2 separate regions of the Zea mays genome follow, and region 1 is linked to region 2. A link is a contact called in public Hi-C data. All regions are on one chromosome and are shown on one strand. Each heading gives the region's core, a stretch centred on a gene start, on an enhancer-like site or on the middle of the called end of the contact. The rest is flanking DNA. Distances are from core to core; before and after follow the strand shown. Region 1 has its middle 90 kb from the start of LOC100304361. Region 2 holds the start of LOC100304361 (farnesylated protein 3).

What was found. A called contact is a pair of places that touch in the nucleus more often than the background predicts.
Region 1: a Hi-C map of tassel shows a contact between it and region 2, with 4 times the contacts expected there. The contact joins the enhancer-like site here to the promoter of LOC100304361 in region 2. A contact is called at or near these places in 3 of 25 Hi-C or Micro-C datasets (ear, root tip and tassel).

What each region holds. Positions count from the first base shown.
Region 1 is chr5:167,511,415-167,517,432 of Zm-B73-REFERENCE-NAM-5.0, forward strand. It overlaps the pseudogene LOC103628654. Among protein-coding and RNA genes, the nearest start is that of LOC100304361, 90 kb to the left of the region's middle. Within about 2 kb of position 1,332, at least 12 of the 20 cell types and tissues checked have an H3K27ac peak or open chromatin away from gene starts, as enhancers often do. A contact at or near this core is called in ear and tassel, where this site is marked.
Region 2 is chr5:167,422,563-167,428,771 of Zm-B73-REFERENCE-NAM-5.0, forward strand. LOC100304361 (farnesylated protein 3) reads left to right here and starts at 1,900. Exons shown (of 5, transcript NM_001165799.1): 1 at 1,900-2,155; 2 at 2,256-2,460; 3 at 3,469-3,683; 4 at 3,831-3,918; 5 at 4,756-5,499. The coding sequence starts at 2,147. The coding sequence ends at 5,186.

The sequences.
Region 1 (6,018 bases), core at 82-2,581, 88 kb after region 2:
TAGTATGAAATTGAAGTTTTGTAGTATACTGGTAAAAAAATTGAACGTAATTGTAGCACACTGCTGGTATGATACGAACCTGTTCGTGTGCGTGCACGCGTAATCATTTGAAAACGAATATATTTCTGAACTCAGATGAGACAAGAAACAACAACCCTGTGAAACGAAATCTGTCGTCGTTGCTTTGCAGTCCTCTATACGACATACAGCTTGGAATCTCGTACGCGCACGTGATTGATATATTACTATAGAGTATAGATGTCTAAACAGTGCGGGCCGCCCGTTTGGCCCGTGGCACGGCACGAATTTAGCCCGGTCCAAACACGGCCTGGCACGGTCGGTTACGGGCCCGGGCCGGCACGACCCGTTTAGCGGGCCGGGTATGGGCACATACGGCGGCCCGCGTGCTTTGGCCCGGCCCGGCCCGATAAATGGGTCGGCCCGACGGCGGCCCGCATATTTATGTAAATACTAAATATGTAAATACATTTAATTCTCTTCTAGTATGTAAATACTAAATACGCGGCCAAACATATATAAAATGCATACATAAATATAAAATGCATACATAAATATTTTGTTGTCTTAATATATATAAATAATATGTTATTATATATGATTAATTCTGTTAAATATATGTATTTATATACCGTTCTACTGTTGGTTCGGGCCAGTGCCCGGTCCGTTGAGGCCCACCGGGCCAACGGGCCGGCCCGGCACGATTTTTCCCTGTGCGTGCCGGGTTTGGGCATGTCCCTAGGCACGTGGGCCAGCCCGACCCGGCCCGAAGCATCAACGGGCCGTGCCTGGCCCGATCCTATTCGTACCGGGCCGAAACGGGTTCGGGCCGGGTCCGTGCCGGGTGGCCCGTTTGGACATCTATACTATAGAGCGGCCAAAACTTTGACACTCTTGTCTGTCTAGCTCCCTCTATTATATATATCGGCACTGTAAAAAAATTATCATACCCATTGTAAACAAAATAAAAAATTCTTGACGTATAAATTCGATCTGCCGTATCTAATGATTCGTACACTATGTATGGGCATGGCGGACGAATCATTCGATACGACAGACGATGGAATTCATACGTCAAGATTTATTTTATTTTTTTGTGCGCGCGTGAGAGTTTTCTGCACTGTTGTGAACGTGGCCGTCTGGAATCGGTACCTGCAGGCGGCGGTATGATGGCGACGATGCTGCCGGGTAGGAAGAAGGACGACGAGAACGTACGTACACATCATCATGCACATGCATATGCTGCTCAGGTACGTACGCGACGCCGGCCGAATGCGAGCGAGCAGCTGTGCCTGCCGGACCAGTCTGCTCCTGGAACTCCGATCCGTCCCGTACGTGTGTGGATCCGGATGCATGTTGCTAGTTGCTACTCAATGCTCGTGTCAGTGCTATCCGGGTGGGCAGATATCCTGTGGAGGGGGAGAGTTCCAATGGATTGCTCTGGGTGGGCAGGCCGCATGGTACTTCTCTAATTGACGTAGAACCGAGTAAATATTGTTGTAGAAGACTAAACTAGATCTAGTCCTAAGGCTAAATTACTCCTACTCCTAGGAATTAGAAGAATGAAAAGATAAACTGATAAATAGATTTGATCGATTGTAGGGGTCAATCAGTCGTAGCCTTTATCTGTATAAAGGGGATGTCTGGATCCGCTACAAGTTATTTCACGAGCTAATCCCACGGTTTTAGCCAAAAATACCGCGAGAAACTCGAAACTCTAACTGATTCTGCGCACTCGCGGACGGACCGTTCGCGAGGACGTTTTGTGTGCTCAACGATTTGTCATGGGATATAACTTCTTGAGCAGTGAGAAGTGTTAAATTAAATCTGCACTGCATTGCATTGCATGTACGCAAAGTTGGTGTGGTGGTCCGGGCAGATCGACAGACCGCTGCTGAAATGCCCAACCAAGCAACCGTTCATGTAGTGATGAGTGACCTGCATAGAAAGATGTACAGCCCACCATGATTTGGCTCAGCGAGAAAGATGGTTTGAGATGGGCAGCAGGGCCTGCTCCCATGCATTGGCATCAACTTCTCCGTGTCCGTCAATTTGGGCAATTGGGCTATATATCATTGCCACAAAGAGCACCAAGGTCTGCAAATCCTGCCGAGTTGATGGCCACTTGGCATTGTTTCAAGAGACGGTGATGATACTTATATCCTCAATAACACAGTGCAGAAATGACGATTAGCTACACTACCCGATCTCTAATCAGTACGGTACAACCAAGACTGAAAAGGCAATAATCTTTAGTATACTAGTTACATGGTCTCTGGTACTAGATCTAGAAGAATATTTATTAAGGCTACCTCTAGCATCTATCATATCTCGTTCCTTATCTCACCTTCTATATTCAAACTTCACCATGTAAATAGTGCTACATACAACCAATTTACACTCGATTTATTATAATATGTGAAGAGGAAAAAAATATAACATAGAAACAAGTGATGCAGTGGTATAGTGATATAGTGATATGCAAGGTTGTACGCGAGAGGGAGGTCAGGATTTCAAATCCACCCTATGCGAAGTTTGAGAAAAAAAAATGTGTGGCTTAGATTGAGACGGAGGACTCCGGGTTGCTAGCTAGCTGGTGCCACCTCCAAAAAAAAAAGATAACCAGATGTGTCCGATAGTGTAATGCCTAAATTTAATTTGGTAGCCTCTTTAAGCAAACTAACAATATGCATGCAAATGTCTAATGTCCACTATATTAGATTAAAGTAATCAATGACACTCTTCTTTGGCATACATACCAAGTGGTGATTAGAATCATTATATGCATAGCAATAGGAAGAGCATCAAAATGAATTCTTAATTTTTTTCTAATAAAATTCATTTAGACCCGTATCAATTAAGCTAATTCAGTTTTATGCAAAAATATATTTGTATGCTATTATTAGCAACGTGTCGGAGATATTTATGCGCTACATTTTTACTCTACATGAGTGAGCCAAAGAGTGTTCTATAAGTTGCAGAGTAGAAACAAATTCTAATGATATATAAAATCATTTCCCATTCTCCACCCCATGAATTTGAGATAGACTTATATCCGAACATTAGAAAGTGGTGGAATGCCAAATTCCAAACTAAATAGGTTATTTTATTAAGTAAATTCCAATTCCTTCGAGATGAATAGATCCAAACACCTTGTAAGAGAATTTAACTATCATATTTAGCTCATGTATGAATAGTATGATAGAAAAATAAAATAGCATAGATAATCATATTAAATGGGAGACAGTGGTCATTTATCATGGTGATCTCCATCACCAAGTTCCATATGTGGTTGTTATGTTTCGCTCGAGGCATTCATAACATTTTTCTGTAAAATCAAATTAGGGGGAGAATCGGATAGCATTGTAGATGTAAAAAAGGATTTGTTCAATTTTCCATCCGTGAGACTGAGAAACACATCCACTATGGATAAGGGTTCGAGCTATTGATTGTTGTACCTTTTTTACCACCGTCCCAAGGTTGTCTTTGGTAGACTGTGTAATATAGGGGACGTAGAACTATAAATGGTACTGTTTGGCACTGTTTGCAGAGAGAAGTTTAAAATAGAGAATGAAATAGAGGATGTGATAGAAAATCTGTTGTAGTATGTAGATAGCCTAATGACCCGTTACCCCCTTCAAGCGCTGCCCTAAGAAGACAAGCAGGTTGTCTAGTAGTTATAGAGAGAGGTCTCTAGTGTCATGACATCAAACTGATACAAATGTTTCGCATGTCGACTCTTAAACATGAAGTAAGTTGATAAACGTGTGTCCATATCTCATTTACCCGTACTTGTCAATGTCCTAGAAAGAAATTTATTATATTAGTCCTGCCTCGAGTCAAACCATCTAAAGTTCAACTAGATTTCTAGAGATTGATATCAAAATTCATTGTACCAAATTGGCATATATACTACGAGAATAAATTCGATGACAAATCTAATGATATTTATTTGATATCATAAATATTTGTAATTTTATATAAATTTAATTAGACATAAGATAGTCTGATTCAAAACAAAATTAAGGCCAATTCCGATTCTGAAACAAAGGAAGATCGACATTTACGTGATATAATTAAGCACAGTTCAAAACATTTGAGGAAACAACAAACGACAGACGTCACACCGTCTCTGACTGTATAGGAACAGACTAGGCGGGGTGTTGTAATTAACTCAGTAATCAGTACACGGGATCAATTGTGCAGGAGCTTGCGTACCAGTACGCGAAGAAAGGCGCGTGCCTTGCGCTGGTGGCCCGGAGGAAGCAAGCGCTGGAGGGCGTTGCGGCGGCCGCCCTGGAGCGTGGCGCGCCGGACGTTCTTGTCATTCCGGCCGACGTCTCGGACGCCGAGCAATCGCGGCGTGCCGTCGAGGACACCGTCGCTCACTTCGGTAAACGTACGAGACCGTCTCTGTCTCTATCCGTCCTGCATCCTGTTCATGGTCAGCTGAGACCTGATTTTCTTGTCTGCGTCGCTGTATTAATTTGTGTGTGTGTGGTTCACTGTCAGTGAACCATCTAGTCGCCAATGCCGGGGTCTGGTCCAGCTGCTTCTTCGACGAAGTGACCAACATAACTGGGTTCAACAAAATGATGGTAAATCAATTAAATACTACATTCACCTCCGTTCTCGAATATTATCGTCCGCTATTTTATTTTTTTAACTAATAACGATAAATAAGAAAGAACGGAGCCGATACGTTTTTGACATGCATATATGCACATGCGTCCATTCAGGATGTGAATTTCTGGGGCTCTGTCTACCCAACCTACTACGCGCTGCCACACCTCAAGGCCAGCAGAGGAAAACTCGTCGTGACTTCCTCAACGGCGGCCACGGCGCCGACATCTCGGCTGAGCCTGTACAATGTAAGCAACGAACAACGGAAGAGTATGTACGTATGAGTACCTAGTAGTAGCTAATTCAGAAAATAGAGAAACGCCAGAATGGCTCTCGAAAATATTAATTAATTAAATTCTGTCGTTATGTGTGCACAACACAAACAGGCTACCAAGGCAGCACAGCTGAGGTTCTACGAGACACTGAGATCCGAGCTTGGATCGGAGGTTGGGGTGACTATACTGACGGCCGGATTCGTGGAGTCCGAGATGACCAAAGGCAAGGTTATCCAGAAAGACGGCCAGGTCGCCATTGACCTGGAGGCCAGAGATGTAAGTTGCAAAAAAAAAAAAAAAAAAAAAAACTACGTGAGCCAGGGACATGCATATATATATATACGTCGTTTGCATGCAGGTGCAGATCGGGGTGTTCCCAGTGGCCCGTGTGGAGAAGCTGTGCGACTGTGCGAGGTAGCCTTGGACGGGCATCCAGAGAGGGGCCTGGTACGTGACATGGCCGTCGCTGTACCGGCCGGTACCGCTCGTCGCCTGCCTCGCCCCCGAGGTCCTCAGCTGTCAGTCCCACGCGCTGTACAGCGCCAGAGACGGGGGGCCGCCGCTGAGCCAGAGGATGCTGGACGCCACCGGAGCCAAGCGCTTCTACCCGCCGTCGTCGCTCCGGCATCGTCCGGGCATCAAGGCGGAGGAGGGGACTCGTCACAAAAAGGACTGATCACGAGTGTTCAGTGAGAGCTGCAAAGGGCCCTGGTACATGCATACCCAAAGTTTATGTGATTCATTCGAGAGCGGAGAGCGAGTGATGTCTTGTCGTCAAAGAGATCCTTCACTAATTTGATTTGGTTGTTGTTTATGTAATTTAAGAGTGAGAGAGATACACAACTTCGATATAGTGGTCACAAAACAATTCAGAAGGACGCGCATTGCGTCCATGATGCTCTTGCTCGATCTCCACGAGATGTCGGTTTTGTCCGTACATTTTCCCCTCGCCGCCCATGTGTCATAGTTTACCTTGACCATGTCCGTAATTTAAGTAGGGCATTGTCCCTATCAGGAGAATCACAAAAGGTAACGTAGCCCAGTCCATGTCAAAATAAATAGGCTTGATCCAATAGAAATTTTCTTAAATAGATCTTTACTA
Region 2 (6,209 bases), core at 650-3,149:
AGGAATACATGCCACGTTAAAGGAGGGTTTAGGTAGAGTAGATAGTGATCACAACTTGTAAAGGGATAACCCTCTGGTCACCTATACAAGGCCGATGGGGTAACCCTACGAAACATCTCATACCATCTCTCATCGGCCACATCCTAGCACCATCTCAAAGCTCATTAGCCCTCTTGTAGCAACCACACGCTACTAAATCGGCAGGAGAACTCATCCTCCACCACCCTTAGCTCATTTGTAATCCGTGTACCCTAGTGCAATTCCAATATATAGTCTCAACAAAAAGTAGGTTGTTACGCATTCTATCGACCCAAACCTGTATAAATCCTTGTGCAATCTGACGTGCTCCGGCACGTACCATCGAGTTGCAATCAACGACACCGTCCTGCTCAAAAGCATCGCGTAGGGAATCCCATGGTGCACAGTCGGGTCATAAACACCGACATACTCGTACCCGCATCGATGAAAAAACCCATCGGGTAACCCATACCCTATTAGATACCCGCTAAACACATATTAAATAGCATAAATCTAATGAATATATGGTGTATTTGAAATTATAAATAATAAAATGTAAGTAAATAAAAGAAGAGAAATAATTGAGAAACGTGTCGAGTATATGAGTTTCGGGTACTCATTGCCATTTCTAGAGAAGAGCCTACGACAAGCCTGATTAGAGCATCTCCAAAAGAAGATAAATAATTAAGTAATATAGAAACATGCAAGGTGATCATGTTTTTAGCTAATATATATTTATATGTACAGAATTTAGTAGATTATTATATATATAGCTGAGGTGAGTATAAATTACACATGGATATTCGGGTATGGGTAGTATATATCTATACTTGTACCATACCCACTTTTATATTAGGTAAAACGTGTCGAGTATATGAGTTTCGGGTACTCATTGCTATTTTTAGAGAAGAGTCTACGACAGGTGTGATTAGAGCATCTCCAAGAGCTCTCCAGAAAATAACTCCTCAAAATCAGTTTTAAGGGACATCTAAATAATTAGTGGGGGTAGATTTTAATCCTTACTCCAACGGATGCCTTAGGGTGCGTTTGGTTGGAGAGTCAAATATAATAGAGTGGCTCCATTCTAGTATTTGAGAATAAAGTCATTCTATTCTGCGTTTGGCAAGAATAACAGAGTCGTTCCATTTATTGTTTGGTTGAAGAGTAGAATAGAGCGGAGCCGTTCGATTATTTGTTTGGTTCGAGAGCCATATGAGTATAGAGGGGAGGATGGGAGGGAGAGCGATCACGTCCAGGAGAACGCTCGCATCCGGTTGTTTTTGTGGAGCGGTAGCGTTTCAACTACTTATAGTAAATTTTCATAAGAGGTCCAGGAGCCACTACACTCTTATTTTGTTGGAAACCAAACAACCAGAAAATTAGAATGGAGCCACTCTATTCTTTCCCACTCATCAACCAACCGCACCCTTAAAGCGGCAGATTGTTTCTAGGGAGCCTAAAAAACTCCTCATTTGTAGCTATAAATGGGGAAGTTTTAAGGGCTATAAAAAAATTGCGAACGCTTTAGAAAAAATGTTGGAAACATATTTTTATGTTTTTTCAAAAAACTATATTTAGAATACTTTAAGAAGAGGACATATCCTGTGCAATCACTCATTTTGGTGCAAGCGTGAAATCAAACTATCCAGAGCATCTAATCTAGATCCAACGGTTTCATATGGAAGGAGTTAAAAATAAAATAGGTATTATGTTTTAGGTGGAAGGGATTAAATATAAAATAACAGTCATCATTAGATCTAGATCGGATGCACCAGATCGCTTGATTGAATGTTTGCATCAGGATAAGTGATTGCATAGGATATTTCTCCCTTTAAGAAACTGTTGAAGATGCTCTTAATTGCAACGCATTTTCAGTGCGGACCGGCGGCCTGACCCACTAACCCGCCGCACCGTCGTCCCCGCTAGGCGCTGGCCTCTGGCCCCTTGCGGCGCGCGGTGCGTTACAACTTACAAGTAGCGTCAGTGAGTTACAGCCAGCCAAAAGTTACCTACAGCTCACTCCCAACGGAAGCAAGAACCACCGCTCACTCACTCGCCATTCGGCAGAGGCGTGACTGACTGAAACTGAGCACTAGGGCTTTGAGAGTGCAGCAGAGGAGGGCGAACCATGGGCGAGGTAATGCCTGCTGCTTCTTGGCGGCGATGCTCTGAGCCTCTGACACTGGGAGAGGTGCGGGAAGATCTTGATGTGCTTTGTTTTGTCTGTGTTGGTGCAGGAGGAGAAGGCGAAGGAGGCGGCGCCCCCGGCCGACAAAGTAAAGGAGGCGGAGGAGAAGAAGGGCGAGGGGGGAGGAGGGGAGGAGAAGAAGAACGAGGCCCCGTCTCTTCCACCGCCGCCGCCGGAGGAGGTGGTCATGCGGGTCTTCATGCACTGCGAGGGTTGTGCGCGCAAGGTCAAGAAGATTCTCAAGGGATTTGATGGTAATAGATTACCTCTTCTCTTTTCTGATGTACTTTGTGCCGTTGTGTTCTTGTATACTGTTTTGTTTTTTAACAGGATGTGTTCTTGATAGTTGGCATACTATTAGTTGTTATTTTTTTCTCTCCGATTTCCTAACAGGACCTCGCATATTGGCACTGTTAGCTCTGCTCTTCTTCCATGGTTACAAAAATCATGTTGAAATCTGCATTTTTTTTTGTTTTTTTCTGTTTTCCCATGTTTTATTTGAAATCAGGTTCCTCTATCTGAATCATGGAGTGAGTTTCTACGGTACTTCTGGAAAAAGGGCAAACTTTTGTAGTTTTTGTAGTCATTTGAAATGTAACCAAGTTATTTGTGTACTGCATCGCTTTAAGGGAACGTTTAAAGGCGTCTCTTTCGTAAGGTGCGAGTTTGAAAATTTTCTCCTTTTTTTAATCTACTGGTCATTTTCTCTTTGTACTTGTGCATCATCATAGTACATACAGTACATGGCGGCGCCACTTGTTTCCAGATGACTTCTATGATATTGACTCTGGATAGCAATTTTTATGCGAAACCATGTGGGTGTTTTAGTTACATTTGAAAACGTTAGGTGTGCAAATACTTGCTTCGAGGAGACCACTCTGAGTCGCACGTTATCCTGTGTTAGTGGTGAAACAATTTAGATCCCAGCAACCTTAACGCCCAATCAAGTATCTCATAATGCAGACGACTCCAGTTTAGTATATGCCTCTCTGGGCATATGTTCAAAAAGTTTCCAGGTTGCCTTAAAAAAGATGTAACCCTTCTGTCTGTCATCTGATGTTGGTAATTGGATTATGGTAAAGATTCTGCCATTCTGGGTATGCCATAAGTTTAACTAATTATTGTATCCTCAACTCGGAACTGAAGTTCCACGAATTTATCTGAAATTTGTATGCTGCCTCTTTATGCAATTATTTTTGTGCAAATGTGTGAGTCGTTTAATTGAGCTTCTAGAGTCTGAATACTGGTTTTGTGATGTGCAGGTGTTGAAGATGTTATTGCAGATACGAAGGCACACAAGGTGGTCGTTAAGGGGAAAAAGGCAGCTGCTGACCCAATGAAGGTGGTGGAACGGGTGCAGAAGAAGACAGGCCGCAAGGTAGAGCTTCTCTCACCAATGCCACCACCGAAAGAAGAGAAGAAGGAAGAGGAGAAAAAGGAAGAACCTGAGCCACCAAAAACCGAGAAGAAAGAGGAGGTGAATTATCCTTACCTAGATTCTTGAACACACTGCATTGCCATTTTTACTTCCAAATATTTGCCGCATCAATTTTATGGGCATTGTGTACTGCTATTGTTTCTATGATATGGGACTGAGACATTGATGTTTTGTTTTGTACTAAAGGCAACGGTGCTCGCTGTGGTGCTCAAGGTGCATATGCATTGTGAGGCTTGCACACAAGTGATCAAGAAGAGAATCCTCAAGATGAAAGGTATAAATTTGTTGCTATTATGTTGCATGCACCAACCAGTTCAACTAAAAAAATAAGCTGATGAAGTGAGGTGGACAATTCACTTGTATTTTAACACTCCGCATCTCGTCGAGCCTCTCTCAGGGTTCAACCAAAAAAAATAAGCTGATGAAGTGAGGTGGACAATTCACTTGTATTTTAACACTCCGCATCATATCGAGCCTCTGAGCCCTAGACATTGAATATGAGTGAGCATGTTTATTTAATTGTGCTAACCAGAATTCGAACTCGTAACCTTTGCCTCTGATACCATATTAAGCTGCATGCATCAATCAGTTCAACCTTTGCCTCTGATACCATATTAAGTTGCATGCAATGCATCAATCAGTTCAATCGAAAAGCTTACACTGATGGAGAGAGAGGCGGACAGTTCACATCATAACATAGCTTTCCATTAGTTCACTAAAGTCTTCTTGTGATGGATGATGTTTTATATTTTTAGCAAGGTACATCAAACTTCAATGATTACACCAGTCAAGATTCAGTCTGTCTGTGGAACTTGATAACTATTACGCTGTTTCAATTTCTGCTTGGTACAAGATATGCTTGGTCTTGTACTCTTGTCTCCTTGTATTCGACTGAGAGGTGCACTGAACATGTAGTTAACATGTCACAAAAACTACAAATAAATTTAGATTAAGTTCACTAGCTTTACTTTTTTAACAAAAAATATCTTTAAATGAGAACAGTGCAAATTATGCTGTATATTGTCAATTAACTATTACTTCAGTTAGCGAATGTCAAATCAAGGCAGACATATCAAGAATTCAGTAATTAATTTGTAATGTGGCCTTGCAGGCGTGCAATCTGTAGAGGCAGACCTCAAGGCTTCTCAAGTCACTGTGAAGGGTGTGTTCGAGGAGGCCAAGCTGTCTGATTATGTGTATAGGCGCACTGGCAAGCACGCTGCTATCGTCAAGTCTGAGCCGGTTGCAGCTGAGAATGTTGATGATGGAAATGCCAAGGATGACAAGAAGGCAGCCGAAGGTGGGGAGGAGAAGAAGGATGATGGCAAGGAGGAAAAGAAAGATGAAGACAAGAAAGAAGCGGATAATCAGAAGGATGATGGCAATGCTGGTGATGAAGGGAAAGACAAAGACCCTGGCGCCGTTGCTAACATGTATATGCACTACCCGAGGTCCAATCATCTGAGCGAATACGGATATGCCTACCAGTACCCTCCTCAGCTCTTCAGCGACGAGAACCCGAATGCCTGTTCTCTGATGTAAGAAAGCCAGAACCAAGTGACCTTAAGCGCGAAAATAAGAGGGGATTGAGTTATCCCCTGATTTTGGAGGTTCAGGAAGTTTAGAACTTTTCTCTTCTATTTCTAAGGTTGAACTTTCTGTCTGGTACAAAGTAAACTCTGGGCTGGTTTGTGGACTTTTCATATTGTGTATGCTACTGGTTAGTAGGATTTTGTGTTGCACCTTTCACCTTTGGCTTTTATTTCTGTACAAAGATGTATTATATATGCTAGTTTTGAAATAGCTTGCTGCTAGTACTCTGTAGTCTGTTGTCCGGAATAGACGGAGCTTTCTCAGTTAACATTGCCAGTGATGTCGGAAAAATCCATATTCTTGGTGTCCTTTTCTAACTATATGTTGTTGGTTGAACATAAAGCAGGTTCGTCTTGTTTTGTGTCAGTCTGGCCTAGTTCAGCGGCATTCTTTCAACAGATGCCAATTGACAGCATTCATTACCCAGTTGGCAATGGCACTTCTCATGTCTGTGCCTCGGTTGTGGAACTGAAAATTAAGGGTCATGCTCGTTGCAAAGGCTAGCTGCAATTTTGAAACCTCGAGGAAAATGCATTAGCGGTTCTACTTTTGCATGCAGATAACCAAACACATACCTTGCACGTGTAGAGCCTGGTTGACAACGATCAAATAACAGATCATTGCATCCCGCGATGTAAGCACGAGCAGATATGGACAACCAAATGGATTGTTAGGTCTTGTACTTTGTATGAGATATCACTTGGGTCCCCAAAGTTTGATTAGCATGCTTTAACGTGGCACGCTATGTCGCCATTTAGGTTGACCAAATTTGGTTTTGAACGGTTTTGTAAGGACCGACTACGTTAGAGTATTCGTTTTGCTGGTTTTCTGAGTTTGGTAACCCAAGTAATATAGCATGCTAAGTTTGAGGAGCCCTGAGGCATTTTATTTTATTTAGAAGAAATAAATCTCATGTTTTATGTCTGATGAAGTAGCATGAATGTAGGAGGAGGGACACTGCCTACTGGTGTT